Linked DNA regions of Mus musculus: region 1 is linked to region 2. The links are chromatin contacts, called in public Hi-C maps. All regions are on one chromosome and are shown on one strand. Each heading gives the region's core, a stretch centred on a gene start, on an enhancer-like site or on the middle of the called end of the contact. The rest is flanking DNA. Distances are from core to core; before and after follow the strand shown. Region 1 has its middle 40 kb from the start of Gm40387. Region 2 has its middle 16 kb from the start of Lsm3.

Region 1 (2,700 bases), core at 108-2,607, 89 kb before region 2:
TATGGCCAGTGGTCTGAGGTCCTGAAGGGGACCCCACCTTGGACCTCTTCAAGCTCATGGGTGGAGAGCTGGAGAAAGGCCCCAGGAATGTGCCACTAACCCTCAGCTCTGTCTGGAATTTCACAGTGACATTCAGAAGTCACTAAACTTAGCACCAGGACCTGTGGCCTCTGGGTAGCCCAGGCATGCCAGAGGTTAGGCATGAATTATGGTGAGCTGACAGGAAAGAATGGCATAGGCTATGGGGCTCTGAAGACCTATCGAACCCGGGTCAGCAGGCAAGGTCTGGAGAGGCAGTCCTGAACTACTGGGGCTTGTGGGATGTCCTTTTCTGTTCCCCGGTGCCCAGAGAAGCAGTCTCCTGCTGAAAGATCTTGGGGTGGGATGATTTTTGCTTGGTCACTTACTCCACAAATATTTACCTAGCATCTACTATACATCAGGAATCTGGTCCCTTGGAACACAGAGGACCAATTACCTGCAACAGTCTCATTCTCTGGAGTTTAGACCCCTCTGGGGGAGATACCTGGGTTGAGAGAAAGGCTGTGTGGGAGATGACAAGTGGAAGCAGGGGATCTTCCTGGAGCAGGAGGTGCCTGCTAAAGGCTTAAGAGGAAAGTTGGGGAACCCAGTTTGTAAGAGGGAGGAGGGTGTGACCTCCAGGGCAGGCCTAAGGTAGTCTGGGAAAAGAAGAGACATTCTCTGATGTCCAGTAGAGCTGCTTCCCTGGCTACAGTGGTGCCATTTTGACATTTTGCTTAGTTCTTGGAGACTAAGTTACTCAGAAGTAAGAGGCCATATTTGGGGATGGGACAGATTTGTGCTGGACAGATTTGGGCAAACTGGACAGGTTTGACTCCTCTTGATGTGTGATGCTGGCAAGCTAGACCACCTCTCTGATCCTTCATTTCTTTCTTCTGTAGAGAGGTGATTATTAGAACTTGCTGGGGTGGCAATGAGAAGAAAATTGGGATACCTACGTGAGAAGTTGGCTGCAGGACCTCAGGCCAAGCAGTTCCCTTACTAAGAGAGTGAGTCCCACAGGGCCTGCAGCCTGTCCTGAGTCATCTATGAGCACAGGCCCCACTCCAGCATCTCCACCCAGAGACTGGCCTGATGTGGCAATGCACCTGTTGGGCCAGGAGGCTTCAGTACAGCCCCTGATTTGTAAACTGGGAGGTGGCAAGGGCAGGGTGGCTTGGGTGCCAAGATGGAACAAACCATCCTGCCCTGTCCAGCTTCCTAGGGGACAAAGAGAAGGTCGTTCCATTGAGAGGAGCAGCTGTTGGTGACAGGGCCCAAGTGCTGGCCTGGTGCTCTCTCTCTCTCTCTCCCACGTGGGTGTGGCCCTGCAGGCTGCCAGCTCTGTGATGGACAGACTGGCTCTCTGTACCTTCCTCCTAAGGAGTGGCCCTCACCACTGCCCCACACTGCCAGGCTGTCTCATGAGCTGGCAGACTGGAATCCATGCTCCCAGAGACCCTCTGTTGTCCTACTGGATGCTCGCCTTTGGGGGATGGGGACACTGACTCCACATGCCTGGCATCTGCCTCTGTCACCAGGCTCCGGAAGTGCTGCCTGAGATTCGTCACACATTCCCGTAGGCCACTGCATCTTTATTTTTAGGATTTATTGAGCACTTCCATGTGGTCCAGGGTCGTCTCAAGTGTCCTCCTCTCCAGGCAACCTGGGTGGTTGATATCTCTTGGGATCATAGAGAGGGAGATAGACATTCAATGTGGCTGCCTGAGGCCGCAGGGCTGCAAGGGGTGGGTTAGGAATGGAATCTGTCCCTTGGCGCTTAAGCGCCCTGAAGTCAGGAAGGGCTCAAACCTGCCAGGTCCCTGTCTGGCAGAGGAGAAGACAGCTGGGTGGAAAGACAGTCACCAGCCAATAAGAGGCAGAGCCCAGGTTTGACCCACTCCTGTAAACTGAGTCTCCCGACTATGTAGAAAATCAGCGCAGCTGTCCTTAGGCCCAGGCAAACCTTGGCAAGGGATGGAACCTTGTGGGTGTCCCGACCTGGTTATCAGAGATGTTGTTGGCCAGGCTGCCCAGGGGCTACTTTCAAGCAAGTCCAAATGGGCACAGCCATCCCTTCTGCTCATTGTTGACTGTACTAACTGGCCAATCACAGCCCCATCTCCCTGGCCACAGGAATCTGCATAATCTAAATTAGGCTCACTGGTCCCAACACTGGATTTAAAAAAAAAAAAAAAAAAAAACAAAACCTAGGACTTGAAGGCCAAGTTCTGAGACCATAAACGGGAAACTCGGGCCAAAGGTAAAAATGTCTCCATGTTAGAAAATGCAATGAGAAAATACCTCCATTAAGGTTGCTTGCAGAGCATCTGGAATCCTAATGATTGAGAGGCTGACACCAGGGTGATGGCGAGTTCCAGGCCAGCCTAGGCTATGCAGGGAGACCCTGCCTCAGAGAAAGAGAAAGTAACATTCCTTTGTAAGTCCCAGTAAATCTGATCACTGATGGCTTAGTAAGTGAACTCACACTTTTCTCATATGGTCAGAGGTGAAAACAACATAACCACAGGCATTGCCGCGCTCAATGATGTCACGGGGTGGGTCTTGTGATTTCTTCCTTCCTCACAAGGCTCTAAGACAGCTGCCTGGGCTCCAGCCATCGTATCTACATTCAAGGGAGGACGAAAGAGAGGAGGCCTAGACCAACTGTGTTTGTCT
Region 2 (2,700 bases), core at 194-2,693:
GAGCCAAGCAGCTTCCCAGCCCAGCTGTGTATTTGCTACGTGATGCTAGCCAGTTAAGCAACTAAGTCCTAGTGTTTCTCAGCCAAGCTCCTGTTAACGTGCCAAGCTCCTTAGGGACCAGACCCTGGGTTCCCAGTGCTCAATAGGTAGGTGCTCAGTGCCTATCAGCTCATCGAGAATGAACTGAATTCAACGTTGTCAGAGGGGTTGTAGGATCAGGGAGAGGGTTATATGAGAAAGGAAGAGTTAAAGCGGAGGCCCAAGCCAGGCATGGTGGCATGTGCCTATGTGTGCTTGGAGGCTAAGGCAGGGTGAGCTACTGAACTTGACCTCTGCCCAGGCAGCATAGAGAGGTCCCCGGAACTCCACTGAAGCACTCACATCCTCAGATTCTTCATTTCATTGTCAGACCAGGAAAGAGCCTGGCTGTTGGACCCGGAGCTGTTTGTCCTGCAGATGGGGAAACGGGTTCTTCATTTATCGTTCCACATGTATCCATGAGGCGCCTGCGGTCTGAAGGACGCATCAGATGGAGACATTCTCCATGCTTAGGAAGTTTACATTCTGGCGGGAGGAGACCCTAAACACGGAGACAGATATATATAAACAGAGATGGTTTACAACACAGAGTGCTGGGAGAAGACGAAACAGGTGATGTGGGCCGGCAACACGGCTCAGCAGTAAAGGTGGCTGCTGATAAGCCTGAGGACCTAGCCTCGATCCCTAGAACACACATATTGGAAAAAGTCTGACTCCTACGAGTAGTCCCCCTCAACCCCCCCCCCCCCCACACACACACACATAGAAAGACAGAGGGGGAGATAGACAGAGAGAGACAGAGAGAAAGAGAGACAGAGACAGAAACAGAATTAAATACATGTGAAAAGAAAAATAGATGATGGGGCCTGGGAGTGGTGGGAGTGGAGTGGTATGGCGGGCTGGAGGAGTGGCCAGGTAGGACCTCTCTGTGGAAGCCTTCCCACTTGGGTTTTGATTGACAGTTCTGAAGGATTCAGGTGAGATTATACCTGTTTTGGAAGGAGACCCACCAGAGTGATATGGAATCAGCAGTGTGCAGTGGCAGGAGGCACATGGTGCTGATTTGTGGGATAGCTGGGTTAAGGAGGACTCCACCTCGCTGGTCTACTCTGCCATCGGTCTCCTCTCAGTAGTGACTATGTCGCTTGTTGGGAGAAGAGGTGGCGTTTTTACCATCCATCTATTTGGGCCCTAATTCATTTTTACCATTCATGGGCAATTGCCTTTATCTTTGCTTCTCCTTGGTAGTTGTGGGTTAGCCAGCTTTCTGTCACCTGAAAAAATATCTGAGAAGAAAGGATAATTTTAGCTCATGGCTTCAGAAGTGAAAGTCCATGATCACTTGGCCCCTATTGCTTTGGGCCCATTGTAAGCTATGATCTCATGGAGGAGGCATGTGGCACAGACAACCCGTTTGCCTGCTCCACGGTAGAAAGAAAGCAGAGGGATGGGCCAGGTCCCAACGTCACGCCCTCACTTTACTAGGTTCTTCCCAATGGGTCTTGCTTCCTAGAGTTCCCACGGCCACCCAATGGCACCGTAATCTAAGGCCAAGCCCCTTACCCACATGGGTTTTGGGTGCCCTAAGGCTCACTGAACCAAATCTCTACTCTAGAAGTTGGTATTTTACTGTGAGAAGGAGTTTTTGTGTTCACACTTCTTTCTATAATCATCTTATAACTACAAAATCACAGATTCACACATTAATAGTTTGTATCACTACAATCAGATTCATCTAAAATCAGACCACTCTTTAAACTGGCTTCTGGAGCTGGCATCACCCTCATTTTTGAAGTTTCCTTGCTTTGTGTGTATGTAGGTGTGCACACACGTGTGTGCATGTGTACAGATACACTTACTTGCAGGCGGGTATGGAGAGGCCAGAGGATAACCTCAAATGATATCCTCAGGCACAGCCTGCTCACCTATTTTTGAGACATTCCCTCACAGGCTAGGAACTCCCCAAGTTGGTTACGCTGGTTCACCAGGGAGCCCTAGGGATCCAGCTGTCTCCGTTTACCCATCACTAGGATTACAAGCGCACGCCACCATGTCCAGCCTTTTAGAGTGAATACAGGGATCAGATTTAAGTCTTAGTGCTTACAGGGCCATGCACTTTGCTGACTGGGCTACATCCGCAGGTTTTCCCCTGCTCTCTGACGTAGTAGGATGTTTCAAGATTCTCTGGTTCTTTCTTTGCCTCAGCCCTGGCCTGAGCCTTTTCTCTACCAAGCCTGAGCCTTTCAGTGTGCAAAGATAATTAAGATGTGAGACCCAGGCAGGCCAGGCTCTTCTCCCAGTGTTTCATGGCTTCTGAGTCCCTCAAGACAGGGATGAGAGACATCTCAATTCCTAACATGTATGAATCACCAAGAACAGTTGATCCAACAGGTCTTGTTTGCTAGTGGGGATGGCACTGGGAATCTGAACTCTGACAGCTTCGGGGAATTCTTGTGCTCCCGACCCACAAGACAGGTTGAACATGAAGGATGGAAGCCAGTACTTCTCAGAACCTGGTAGGCATGTCACCTCAGAGCTTGTTTAAATGTGTGCTCCTGACTCTATACCCCAAATTGCTCATTTGGTATCTTAGGAATTGGGAAGGAGGTCTTGCTTTGCTATTGTTCTAAGCACATTGAGTTTCTAACACATCTCCAGGTA

What was found. A called contact is a pair of places that touch in the nucleus more often than the background predicts.
Region 1: a contact with region 2 is called in a Hi-C map of myocytes, with 3 times the contacts expected there. The contact joins two enhancer-like sites. A contact is called at or near these places in 5 of 484 Hi-C or Micro-C datasets (CD4 T cells, myocytes, psoas muscle and 1 more), 1 of 115 datasets of contacts at active chromatin or transcription factors (embryonic stem cells) and 1 of 9 other capture datasets (embryonic stem cells).

Annotation. Positions count from the first base shown.
Region 1 is chr6:91,619,093-91,621,792 of GRCm38.p6, reverse strand. No RefSeq gene overlaps it. Among named protein-coding and RNA genes, the nearest start is that of Gm40387, 40 kb to the left of the region's middle. Within about 2 kb of position 1,357, at least 37 of the 459 cell types and tissues checked have an H3K27ac peak or open chromatin away from gene starts, as enhancers often do. A contact at or near this core is called in myocytes, where this site is marked.
Region 2 is chr6:91,530,209-91,532,908 of GRCm38.p6, reverse strand. No RefSeq gene overlaps it. Among named protein-coding and RNA genes, the nearest start is that of Lsm3, 16 kb to the right of the region's middle. Within about 2 kb of position 1,443, at least 18 of the 459 cell types and tissues checked have an H3K27ac peak or open chromatin away from gene starts, as enhancers often do. A contact at or near this core is called in myocytes, where this site is marked.